Regions from separate parts of the Triticum aestivum genome. Here region 2 is linked to region 1. Evidence: chromatin contacts called from public Hi-C data. All regions are on one chromosome and are shown on one strand. Each heading gives the region's core, a stretch centred on a gene start, on an enhancer-like site or on the middle of the called end of the contact. The rest is flanking DNA. Distances are from core to core; before and after follow the strand shown. Region 1 holds the start of LOC123047000 (transcription factor IBH1). Region 2 holds the start of LOC123042336.

Region 1 (7,091 bases), core at 1,224-3,723:
TCATGTCTATATAGTGACTCCAACGTTCTGTATTTTGTACTCATATTGTTTACCATGAGTTAAGCTAAATGTTCGGTGTATAAGTATCAGATGAGATGACATGCAGCCTAATTACTTTCCTTTGTGTGAACTGAGACATGCAAAAGAAGCAACATCAAGCCTTTGAGATTCTTAACCCCCATAAAGAAAACAAGCATGGAACGCATGCATGTGTCTGAAGACAACTAAGAACACGGCAAAAGGAGAAGCAAACAGAGAAGACCAGCATCAAGTACACACACGGAATACTCCGGTGGCACCTAAAAAGGAACAGGTATATGTTGGTAGTTGAGAGAGAGAGAAGATGATTTCAAAGGGAAAAACCAAAGGGAGGCACTTTAATCAAAAGATGCTAACCGCCGATGGAGAGAATGTCTTAGGTCCCTTTGGCTACAAGTTATGTCTTCTCCAGCTCAAAGACTATCAAACCCCTGCCTTCCATGGATTGTGGATCCCACTTTCTCAAGTTTGGGAGGAGCTTGGATAATAAACACTCCACCAAACAATCTAAGCATAACCACCCCTCAAGCACTCTAATCACAAGGCAAAAGGCAGCTAGCTATATATCTAGCTAGAGCATCATCCAGCTATACATGGATGCATGTGCAGGGAAGAGGGAACTACTCTTTGATTCTAGAGCAATCAACATATGAGTCTAGCTAGCTCAACAGCAATATACAATCTGTCACATGCATCAGGATGCATGGAAGGAAACATTGCTATGCTTTCGTGCATGGAACTGCATGTGTAGGCATGCATGGTAAAGTTCCCCTAATTAATTACCTTGTTCACCAATCAGAATTCACAGATAGACCTACAAGAGAAAAGGTAACAGGAAGGGAAGAGTATAGATATGCCTCATAACCTACACATCTATAGCTTCAAGATATATAGCACCCACATGACATGGTATGCGTAGATCAATGAAGTAATTAACCCAACAACATATAGCACCCATCTAGCATATATATGTAGTTCAATCAAGAACATATTATGCGTAGATCAATGAAGTAATTAACCCAACAACATTGCACTAGTATATACGTAACTCCATATCGATCGATTATCTCTTTATATGTTACAATTAATTACCTTTGTATTTTCTGGTGTGGTTCCAATGTGTCCCCAACCTATACAAATGCATACTACACCCAATCTTTTCTCACCTACTAATAATTCACCTTGCCAGCAGCTCAGCATATATACTCCACCAATCTTCCTCCACCTCCACCGTACCTAACTCTCCCCTGCCGGCAGGTAATCCTCTATGTTGATCATGCGCGATCGATGCATTGACCAATCTCATGTCACATGAACAAGAGATCCATGGATCGATATCATGGAGGCCGCACCGCAGCAGCATCGTATGATTTCAATCCATGGATGGTACGTGCAGGAAGAAGTGATAATTTAGAATTACTCGATCGACCGGAGGATGCATGATGATGATGATGACGGACTGGATGAATCATTGGCAGGAGAAGAGGTCGGCGAGGCCCTGCATGAGCTGCACCTGCGCGCGGAGGCAGCGGACGTAGTCGGCGGTCTCCTCCAGCAGGCTGGAGTACTCCATCCCGGCGCCTCCCGGGACGAGCCGCCGCAGCGCGTCGCTCCTGGCCGGCTCCCCCGCCTGCCGTGCCGGAGGGGGCGGAGGGACCAGCGCCGCACGAGCAGCCGCCGACGATGCCTGCCCGTGTCCGACGACAGGAGCGGCGGCGGCGCGTGGTGCTGCTGCTGCCGGTCCGGCGACGACGCGCCTCCGTACGAGCACCGCGGCCCGCCTCGACGTCTCCGCCCTGGATCTCCGCGCGCGCGCCTGGGCCTGGAGCAGCAGCGCGCGGCTCCATGCGCGGCGCGGCCCGGTGGCGCGGGCCATGGAGGAGTAGGCGGCGCGGCGTATGGTGCGCGTGCGGCGCCTGGCCGGGCCGGCCGCGCCGTGGATCCGGGAGAGCGCGCGCAGGAAGTGGAACGCCAGCATGCGCTTCGTCGGCGCCGAGGCCGACGCCGCTGCAGCGGATGAGCTGGTAACGACGCGGTTAGGGTTTGAGCTCTCCGTCGCGCCCTTGGCGTCCATCAAACGGCTCGTCCACCCAAGATCCTCAACTCACCTCAACTCACCACACCTCGCTCGCAGAGAGAAAGAGAGGAGGAGGAGGAGGAGAGGGTGATGAGGGAGAGGAAAGGCGGGAGGCGTACGCGGGGGGCGCGGGCGCGTGGCTTAAAAGGCAGGAGGGGCGGTCGTGGGGGAGGAGGAGATTGGGTGGGGGAGAGAGAGAGGAAGAAGAAGGTGAGGAAGATTTGGTGTCTGACACAAAGCGGGGAGAGCAATGGGGCCGCGCGCGATGCCGCTGCCGCCTTTGTGCTGTTGTGATGGTGGAGAGAGAGCCCGAGAAACACGGCTCTGACACAAAATGTGATGTCCTGGGAGGATCCGGTGCGTGTCTTATAATACCCAGTTGACAACCAGGGACAAGGCCAATGAGTGTATGTACATTTCTCAAAGAAATGAAAGAAATAATTGGTGAGAGGGGTGCATGTGATGTGATCGAGTGTGGTGGTTACCAGGAAAGCTAGATTAATTAGCTAGTAGTCACAGGGAGGGAATGCATGCTAGGAAGAGCCAGTGAACAACTCTCTCTTCTGCCGGCGAGCGGCGAGCCCATGCATGTGATGCGTGAGCTAAATGGGTGCGTCGTGCGAGATATGGCGGGATACAGGAACAACTCCGGTCGGACGGCGGTCGGATGCGCATGTGAGCTAGCTCGATCATCTCGCACGCGTCTACTCTGGATGGGCAGGTAACTCATGCCTTGGTGCATGCATGCATGCATCCAGAGCAACTAGCCAGGCCGGACGCCAATTAATATATCGGCAAGCAAGAGATGAACCTCCGCTGATGCAGATCAACGAGGGACCAAGGTGAGCTAAAACCATGTGCAAGCTCTGTTTTTTTTTTGTCTTGCCAAAAACCCGTAGGTGGTACTCCCTCCGTCCGGAAATACTTGTCATCAAAATGAATAAAAGGGGATGCATCTAGACGTATTTTAGTTCTAGATACATCTCTTTTTATCCATTTCGATGACAAGTATTTTCAGACGGAGGGAGTACATTAGATCAAAATCAGCCCTTACAAATATAAGAAATTACATGTAAGTTCTTAAATAAATCAGCACCGTCTTCCCTTTGCATCCGTCGGTGGTGCACCATGAGCAAACCTAGTCGTTGTCTCTAGGTCTTCGCCTTAGCAGAGCAGCTTTGTTAACACACAAGAGCTTGAAGAAGCAATGGCCAAAAAACAGGGGCATACATAGAGAGAAAATGACCCGATGTCCCAACGTTAAAGAACACACATTTTTCATTTATAGATAGGGTGTCACACACTAAACTGTAAATGAAAATTACAAGGACAAAAATCCTGCACCATGTGTCCTGTGCATCCAGGTGCCCTGCAGAGAGTCATCGATGTAGGCAAAACGACGTCGGTGATCATGATCTGGCCAAATCACCATAATGGAGAAGCTGACACCGAGGAGGCCTGAAAGATAGCCCCAACTCTTACCAGACAGAGATGGAAGACACAAACCTCGCACCCTTCATCATACGGAGGAGGAACAGGAGAACAATACACGAAGAAATCATCCCCTTTGTAGGGCAATGCCGATGACCTAGTCAAAACGAAGCCAAAATGAGCCCAAGATCTTGCCCTAACTGAAGATTCACACTAGTAGAAAAGGGGGCAATGGCCCAGGCCAGTTCAGCCCATTAGTCCCGGTTCAATCCAGAACCGGGACCAATGGAGCTATTTGCCCTGGTTCGTGAGCCCAGGGGGCCGGCCGGGCCACGTGGGCCATTGGTCCCGGTTCGTCCGGACCTTTTGGTCCCGGTTGGTGGGACGAACCGGGACCAATGGTCCTGGCTCCTGGCCCACCACTATTGGTCCCGGTTGGTGGCATGAACCGGGACCAAAGGGTTACCTTTAGTCCCGGTTCATGCCACCAACCGGGACTAAAGGGTTGGCCCTCGTTGCACCCAGCTTTTAGTCCCACCTCGCCAACCGAAGGGCGCCCACACCTGTTTATAAGCCCGTCCCTCTCTGTGTTGTTGATCTCCTCTCAAAGTGAAAATAGATGCACCTATAGAGGAAATTGGACCTAAATTTATAAATAGAAATTGATTATGAATTTATGTTTAATTTTCTCTATAAGTGCATCTATGTTCACTAACAGAGAAGTTTTTATTTTTTGTGACCTAAAAGAAAAAAGAAATCACCAAAAAACTGTAAGTATTTATTTCTAAGTAGAACTGAAAAAATAATGGCACTAGTAAAGTTAATCACAAACTTCAAATTCACACAAATTTCAAAGAATTCAATTTAACTATTCACACAAATTTCAAAGAATTAAAAAATAAAGCAAAAAACAAAAGAAAATAATTAATGCAGAAAACAAAACAAAAAAACTGGAAAAAACTAAAAATAGCAACAATAAGTATTTTATTGTAAGTAGAAACAAAATAAAATGAATAAAACAACAAAGAAAATAAAAAAAGTGTTTTCAAATTTGAAAACTAATGGCATTAACAGAAAGTTTATAATTTTTTCTAAAACTAAAAGCAAAAAGAATTAAAAAATAAAGCAAAAAACAAAAGAAAATAAATAATGTAGAAAACAAAACAAAAAAAACTGGAAAAAAATAAAAATAGCAACAATAAGTATTTTGTTGTAAGTAGAAACAAAATAAAATGAATAAAGCAACAAAGAAAACAAAAAAATGTTTTCAAATTTAAAAACAAATGGCACTAACAGAAAGTTTATATTTTTTCTAAAACTAAAAGCAAAAAGAATTAAAAAATAAAGAAAAAAACAAAAGAAAATAAATAATGCAGAAAACAAAACAAAAAACTGGAAAAAAGTGCCACCTACTGAGCCCCCACGGCCTGAATACGACTAGAAACCCTACCATGGGCCAGGATTCAGGCCCGTAGAAGGCCCAGTAGGCCCACAGGCACGGATTGCAGGGTTAGGCCCGAAAGCCTGCTTAAGAGAGGAGCTCGAGAGGGAAGGCGCACCGCACCTTATAAACAGGTGCGCCTCCCTCTCAACTAGCGAGGTGGGACTAAATATTAGGTTCGGGGCAGCACAGGCCTTTGGTCCCGGTTGGTGCTACGATCCGGGACTAATGCCCCCCTTTAGTCCCGGTTGGTGCCACCAACCGGGACCAAAGGCCGCCGCTTCCCGCCCTTTGGGCTGCTGAAAATTGGCCTTTGGTCCCGGTTGGTGGCACCAACCGGGACTAAAGGGGGGCATTAGTCCCGGGTCGTGGCACGAACCGGGACTAATGCCCTTGCTATATAAGAAAACACTTGGGAAATTTCAGATTTCCCTCGCCAGTTTCCCCCCGACGACGCCGAGCACATCGACGCCGCCAGGCTGCCCTGACGCCGCCCGTCGCCCCCGCCGTCGCCGTCGCCTCGCCCGTGCCCGTCGTCGCCGTCGCCCGCCCGCCGCCCCCTGCCCCGACGCGCGCCGCCCCTGCCCGCCCCTGGCCCGACGCGCTCCGCCCCGGCCCACCACCGTCGCCGTCGCCCGCGCCCCTGCCCCGACGCCGCCGCCCCGGCCCGCCCTCGCCGTCATCCGCGCCTCTGCCCCGACCCCGCCATCCTCGCCGCAGCTTGGTCCGGCCGCCGGCGCCCTCCTTTTTCATTTTTTTCATATATATATGCTTGTTTTATATATATTTTTGTATGAATGTATGTATTTTTTCAATTGTAATATGCATGGTGTTTTCAATTGTTCTCTGATTTAGTACATTAATTTTAGGTTAGTTTCATTTTTAGAAAAGTTTTATATATTTAGGACGAAGGAAGAGAAGGAAGAAAGGAAGAAGAAGAAAAAAGTTTTATATATGCAAAAGTTACATTTTTAGAAAAGTTTTATATATCTAGCTAGAAAGAAGGAAGAAGAAGAAAAAGAAGGAGAGGAAAAAGGAAAATAAGAAGAGGAAGAAGGAGAAGAAGAGGTGAGGAAGAAGAGGAGAAATAAATAAGAAGAGGAAAAAGAAGAAAAAGAAGAGGAGAAGAAGAAAGAAATAGAGGAGAAGAAGAAAAAATAGAAAATATTCTATTTTTTCTTCTACTTCTCTATTCCTTTCTTCTTCTCCTCTTTTTTTCTTCTTTTTTTCTTCGATCTTCTCCTCTGTCATCGTCGATATACCCCTCCCGATAACTTCAACATGAGGGGGGGGGGTCCATATACCCCCTCCCGATAACTTCAATACGTGGGGGGGTCGATATACCCCCTCCCCGATAACATTAATTTCTCCCGTGTATGTATCTCATCGTTGTCGGTATTACCCCCTTGAAGCGTTGTCTATATTATCCCGGGTCGAGGGTTCTAGGGTCGAGGGATCAAGGGTTCCAGGATCGTCTAGGGGTCGAGGGTTCCAGGGTCGTCGAGGGTTCAAGGGGTCGAGGATCGCCGAGGGGTCGAGAGGGTTCCTATAGTGTCAAAGTATTGAAGAAATCTCCTAGTGATTCAAGCGCTAGTTTCATCAATACCATTTAGCATGCTTGCTAATTATCAGTTTGATTGACCTCTATTTCTTGTAAAGTGGTTGTGGCAGGAACAAGGGAATGATTTCTGTGGATACTACATTTGCGAGTCCATCCGCCACACGACCTGTGAGCAGGGCTACTCCGACAAACAATATGAAGTGCGTAAATAACAATATTCACAATTTTATTTTATTACCATCATTTGTGTTGAGTTTCATTCATTCATATATATATATATATGTATTGACCCCTTCTTAAAATTAGATGTTTCGGATGCGGGATGAACTCCTAGCACCAGATCGCATGCGAGCAATTCAAGAGGAATTGGCGGCATTCTTTCTTGACCACGTGATCGCTGAAGACGGAGAATACTATGTGGACCACGCGTCCGTATTTTAGGAGCTTATATATTTGTAAAAGATAATTATTGTATATATGTAGCCGGTAGTGTCGGATAGATATACGAGAACTTGTTGTTCGACCAATCTCTCGGAGAAGGA
Region 2 (6,574 bases), core at 1,317-3,816, 210 kb before region 1:
TTGTCCTTGGGGAGATGGAGGTCGAGGTTACAGTGGCTTGGTCTCTAATGGTTGACGATGATGTGACTATCCAGGCAAGTGGCCATGTGGACCCATTTGGGATGTGTCCAGCTCTACACCCCTCTCTGTTGAGAGAAATGGATTGGTCTGTTTATTAGTCTTTGGTAGGATTTGTATTATGTTATCTAAACCTCTGGCCTATGTTGCATTCTAAGCTTGTCTGCAACTAGCACTTCTATCTGGAGACAAATAACTGGCCTACTTATGCACGTACGGTTGTTATATCTTAACTGCTTTATTGTTTCTTGGAGTTGTTTGCTTGTTATTTCTGCCAATTGATGTTGCTAGAATTGATGCTGGTTTCTCCCTGCGATTGTGGTTCAGTTGAAAGAACTCTCACAAGACCCTTGTTATTCTACTCTACTGTCATTTTTTGTATCGTGAATAATTACATTTCTCGGCCACCTTGACGTGCTTGTTGTTAATCAGTCATGCTACACACGTAGTTCGGCCGTGTCATACAAATTGTCTAGTGTTACTCCAGTCATCTAAACGGGCCACTAAACTTCAAATTAGGATGACTTGGGCCAGATCCATGGCTTGCTGCAAGGTCCCGGGGCTGCCGCCGAACGCAGCTCGTCGCTGGTGCTGGGTTAGATCTACACATGATGTTTGCAGGTACCGGCGCTGCAAGGGGGGAGGGGGGAAGGGGGGGGGGGGGGTTCTCACTCACCGCATGTGCTGCCATGGCAGGCATGTAGGGCATCGGTGTTGCAATTAAGTTGGGCGGCCACCGCTCACTGCCAATGCTGCAACACGTGTCGTGTTGCAAGAGGTGGAGTTGCGACAAGTCGTTGTTGGCCCCAGTGACACAAGCCGAGATGACCGCAACATGGTCCATGTAGAAATGGATGACCGCAACATTGTCTGTGTTGCAATGATCCGATGATCGTCGCATGGTGTGAAACAAAAGGAAAACAAGGTTTGGCAGGGAGTGTAAGAGAGCTCGTGTTGCAAAGCGCCAAGCGCAACATGAGCATTGTTGCAAAGGCTGGCGCACCTCAACGGCTCATTGGAGAGAGATCCGATAGTTGTCCCGCGCTCCATCCAACGAGTGGTCAATCTTCTAGAATTATCACACAACCGACGGTTAGCATCTCACAGAAGATGCTTTTTTTTTGAAAATGGGTTCCCATAAAATAATTAAATTGAGAGTTATCGATTAAATTAACACTTGTGTCTCGTTTGCCTGTACTCCCTTAGTTTCTTTTTACTTCATGTATGAAGATTTATCTGAAGTCGAACTATACAAAGTTTGACCAACTTTATATAAAAAAAGAAGAATATCTAGAATACTATATTGTCAATGTTGATACCTTCTTTTATTTAAAGTTCGTCATACTTTATGAAGTTTGACTTTAGACAAATTTTATATGCGGACAACAAAAACAGAAGAAGTACCATAGAATCCCTTAACTCTAGCTAAAAAACCCGGAAGTGATAACCGACGAAAGGTCGCGAGGAGGTCAACCCCAGCGAACGCCTTCCCCGCTATTGCACGTATCTTGGCGCAAGGCCGATCAACTGGAGCTGTTCGTCCTTTCTCGGTTCCTGGCGAACATTTTAATTTTTGTTTTCTCCAAAAAGTGCAGGACCAAGGCGCGCATGGATGGGTTCGAACTCCCGACCTCCTACCTACGAGACAGGGGCACTTATCTCGACTAAAGTGGAGGGTTGTTAACACTTGGGCATAAACTACAAAATTTGGATTTTTGAAAGCTATTTTTGGTTTTAAATTTGATTGTTCATTCGAATTGTTTTTCCAAAAATACGGATATTTTTTTTTCATTTTTCAAAGAAAAAAATCTATTGTTAAATAGGTTTTTTCTTCTAAACTTGGCATGTACATTTTTTTCATTATGGGTAGCGTGCAAAATATTTTTTTTACTTTTAACCATGACATGTTCTGTCTTCCAAAACATGGCAATTTTTAGGTCCTTTTCAATGCCCCATTGAAATTTTTTGGGAAATTTATCACTTATTCATGGCAATTTTCGTTTTTTTTACTTTCTCACATGGCAATTTATTATTAATTTTATTATTAAGAGCATGGAGTTTTAATGATTAATAACGTGAAAATTTATTATTAATAGGATGGAAATTATTATTATTATTATTATTAAGATAGAATGGGATTTTTATTATTAAGAGGGGACATTTTTCTTTTTACAAAAAAAAGTGTTTGGGCCATGGGAAATTTATTGGACTTGCGTAAAAATATATTTTATAAAGTACAGCATGGCATTTTTTTTATAAAACAGACCATGTCAGTTGTAAACTATATTTTTCCTGTACGAGTTTTTTCCCATTATTTGCTAATGGCATTTTTTTTTGGGAAAAACTGCTATTTGGGCCTAGCCCATTGTTTTCCTACGTGCTCCATAATGGGCCAGGATCGACCCTTTTCCGGGTCGATGGGAACTCTTCTGGCGATCGATCGCCCAAGGATCCAAAAAAAAAAAAAGCGCAGCGGCGGTGAAGAAGAGAAAGAAGAGTGCTGGCTGCCCTTGTGTGATGGATCCGCTAAGAACTGGCAACCGATCCGAGGTGGAGCCGATAGGAAGCGTGGAGGTCATGGGGATCGGATCAGGGAAGCACAATGCCTTCCCCTCAGGAAAGCTGAAGTTGCTTCTGCCGAAGGGCTCCTATCCGGATCCGGAGAGCTGATCATGGGGGTGTTTGACTTCGATTAGGAATCAACCGTGAGGCGGATAGGATCCGGGAAGCGGAAGGGGGTCGGATCCAGGAAACGCAAGGGGATCATATCAGGAAAGCGCACGGGCATCTCCTCAGAAACGCTGAAGCTGCTCCTCACAGAGGGCGTTGAAAACCAGGGTAAAGAATCACAGAGAGCGAGGGAATCGAAGATCTGGGCACTCTGCTCGACACTCTCGCCGGAGAGATTTCTAGTTCGATGGTGGCAGAATTTGCACTCCGGGGAAAAGAAAAGATGGCGGAACAGGAAGAGAAGCCCGTTTGCCCATTAGATTCGTGCTGCGAGGTGATCCGTGATCTGTGGGAACACTTCCCAAGATACGAGCATGATCTCGCCCTTCTCTCCAAAATGCAATCAATCTCTGCAAGTATCGATATGCTTCGGAGGCTGGAACCGGAGCTTGACAGAAAACTGAGATCGATGGAGGTGAAGGCTGAGGAGGAGGAGATCAGCAGGGATGATCTTGGTTGCAAACTGAGATCGATGGAGCTGAAGGTTGATGAGGAGGAGGTGAGCAAGGATGAAGAAACAAAATCTGAATCAATAGCAGTCGGGATGGTGGTCGAGGGATTGGATGCCTACCGTAGCTGCTGGGAGTCGTTATGGCGCCCTGCGAGGAGTTTTGAGGACATGAGTAAGTAAACAACTGCACACATGCTTTTCACTATGATCGTGTTTACAGTTCGTTTGTTTTTCTACTTGCTCAAACTGCACTTTTCACTATGCAAGCAAATATAATTACATCCATTCTATAACCTCTGAACCCTTCGTTCAATAACTAGAGAATGTTTGCATTGCAGATATAAATACTTGATCTATATTCAATTGACTCGATCTAATATAGAGTATATTATTATTTTTTCTACCTTCCAAAATTCATTATAACAAAGAAATTGGCTACTGTAAACTCATCACATTTAGCCTTAAATTAAATGAAATAAGACACGCATATTGTCTTACACTTAGCGAAAAGATCCATACACACAAAAAAGTCTGGAAGAGAGTTGACTGAAATAAGTTTAGGGACACGACGACATATTATTGTGGAAATTATTGTTGAGGTAGCAAAAATTAGATTGAGCTGCACAGTTTTCCTGCATCACATCAAATCAGGCGCCGCCTTACTGAACCTTCACCGTGTTTGTTCATTATCCACGACCTCCAAAAATCACACGCGGACAGGCCCTGCTGGGGCACTCCACATACACACTCCTAGGCCCGCCACTGAAACCCGTTATTGCTAACTTTAGGAACGTTTTGTCTAGCAATGTTTATGGAAGATTACCTGTGAAACCATGATCTTACTGAAGATTCAATTATTACTTCATCCTTTTACATACAACAGCCTCACACATAATAGTAGGACTAAACTCAGTCATCCGCTCCCAGGGAGCCACCGTCCAATGGGAACAAAGAGCAATGGAAGCTGGATGACTACACAGTATGACATTTATAGAGAAAAAGCAGAATTTTCTAAACATCAGCCCCTGTGGACTGATGTACTCTGCAACAATAGATACATACAAACTCAAAAAAGAGAATTTGTGAATTTGAAGGAAAAAGAGAAGGATCTCAATCTCAATCAATTTCACAGTTAGTGTTAAGAAAATAAAGAAAGGTCACCATGCCAATCTGACTGTACATTATGTACTATTCTATTACATTGCGATACTCTCTTTATTAAAGGAACAGAAAAGCAAAACAACAACAACAACAACCCTGTGGTTGCCCATGCCTTGTTTTCTGAACATGTGGGTGTCAGTCTACTTGTTGTTCAGGTATTATATAGATTGAAGTGTCTGTTTGATTGAGGTCTAACTATAGCTGAAACTTAAGATCACTAGTTTACATTTGGTAGCAGTAATCAAAGATTTTGAAACGTGTATTTTCCTAGCTGAAAAGTAATGTTGGCATGAGAACTTGTAAATAGCATTGTAGATTGCAAAGCTACCCATGTGAGAACTTAAATAAGGTGATGATATAGGACAAATGCCGGGAAAATAGTACTTGATACTTATACAGAATTTGTAGACTTACTAAAAGCTCTACATTCCACATAGGTAACACAAGTTTAATTAGTGCTTATAAATTATATTAAGTCTTATTCTTTCTTAAGCCTTATTCTATTTGCTCCCATTGCACTTTTCACTCCATTCATTCTTCAACATTTGTTCTATAATTAGGGGTGGGATTTTCCTTTGTATGTAGCCAAACTGATAACTTAATGCAAAGGGGATCACATGCTTAGTTTGTAGCTGTTAATTTCTAACTAACGCTTCATTGGCATGCAGCGTTAGCGAGTTCCATGCTCTTTACACACTGCACACCAGGCCGTATGCCAAGAAATGCCATCATTGGGAGCACCTTGCAGATCTACTCTGTTAAGGTTGCAGAAATACACGACATTGAGAGCCCCCTGAAGGTGTATGGTGTGGTTGCTGCCCGAGACACCGTGGACAGCAGTCGTAACCCAATCTTCCTTCGTCCAAGAAATGGCTGTCAAATCCTTAATCTGCAAGTATGTATGGCTATTCAACTATTTTTCTTGACATCTTTATCGCTGTTGATTAGTTCATGACAACTGATGATGCTTGCAGGATCGCTTTCTACACTTAACTGGCCCATGTCGTGCAATTGTGTCTATGAACCCTGTTGACATTGAGATAGAGCTGAAACTAAAGGGCGCAGCCAAGTCCGAGGACAGGATATTGATCAGCAAAGTTTACAACCACAATGGTGAAAGTTTAGGTACCTATCTCGTCGGCGACATGCATTGTGGGATAGAATTATGCTTTCAGCAACTTAAGCAGTCCATTCAGGCCACAATCTCGCGTGTTCGGATTGTTGAAAGGGACTCATCACCTTTTCCGCATGGTGGCCGAGTTGCATGCTTCTCGCTGCCTCACGAGCAACCCGAGGAAATTGTGATGCTTGACACAAAAGGTGGAAAAATGCCGATGGGGAAACACCGTTGTCTTGAGCTGTCCAGAAAGGTTGTCTCTGTAGAATTAGAAGGGAAGCTCAAAGTTATGATTCAAGCATATGCACCATCTGGTGAAATTACTGGTGGTCATGTCCTCTTCACACCACAAAAGTGCGGCGCAACTAAAGGTATCTGTCATCTTGGTGAAACTGCGGTGGAGGTTACCGTTGCTTGGTCGCTCCTCCCCTCGCCGAAAGAGACCTTACCTTGTCCATTGCCTGTAGACAAGATTTGCTAGGAGATGGCTATGTTTTGCATGATTATGTGTGCACTTTGACTTGTGCATTTAGTCTTTTGTGTGGAAAGTTGGTGCTTTGATGGTGTACTAATTATTTGTGAAAGTTAAGATATTGTATGCAGGCATCAACGTCTTCATCAACTACACATCCATCCTGTCTTGCGTGAAAAACAAACCAATTCATGTCAAAAGCAAAGTATTCATAGCACACATAAAACAAACGCAGTCTGAAATTGTTAGGGGAGTTAATTAGTGACTGTATATCTGTGGTACGTACGTCCTATCCTCACGGTCTTTGCCCAGAAGCTTCAACTCGATCACCTTGAGCTTGCCTTCATCTTCGAGCTCGCAGACCGCCACACGGGAAGTACACTACGCTCGACACAAACCTTCCCGGGGCCTGTGTCACCCACTGTCGTGTTTTACGTCATCCCAGTAAGCCAGTTCTTCCGTCCCCAGTCTCTCCTGACGTTGCTGGTGACACGTCGATGAGATGAGCCCTGCCATGGTTTGGGGTTCAAATTGTGAATGTCGCCATGGTGTGGGTCCGCGTCAGGATGACCAGCGATCTCACCAG

What was found. A called contact is a pair of places that touch in the nucleus more often than the background predicts.
Region 2: a contact with region 1 is called in a Hi-C map of leaf, with 5 times the contacts expected there. The contact joins the promoter of LOC123042336 here to the promoter of LOC123047000 in region 1. A contact is called at or near these places in 2 of 5 Hi-C or Micro-C datasets (both in leaf).

What each region holds. Positions count from the first base shown.
Region 1 is chr2B:730,131,900-730,138,990 of IWGSC CS RefSeq v2.1, reverse strand. LOC123047000 (transcription factor IBH1) reads right to left here and starts at 2,473. Exons shown (of 1, transcript XM_044470478.1): 1 at 1,054-2,473. The coding sequence starts at 2,113. The coding sequence ends at 1,508.
Region 2 is chr2B:730,340,170-730,346,743 of IWGSC CS RefSeq v2.1, reverse strand. It overlaps LOC123042336, which reads left to right and starts at 2,566. Exons shown (of 3, transcript XM_044464809.1): 1 at 2,566-3,410; 2 at 5,068-5,294; 3 at 5,374-6,089. The coding sequence starts at 2,975. The coding sequence ends at 5,997. It overlaps LOC123042337, which reads left to right. Exons shown (of 3, transcript XM_044464810.1): 3 at 1-310. The coding sequence ends at 158.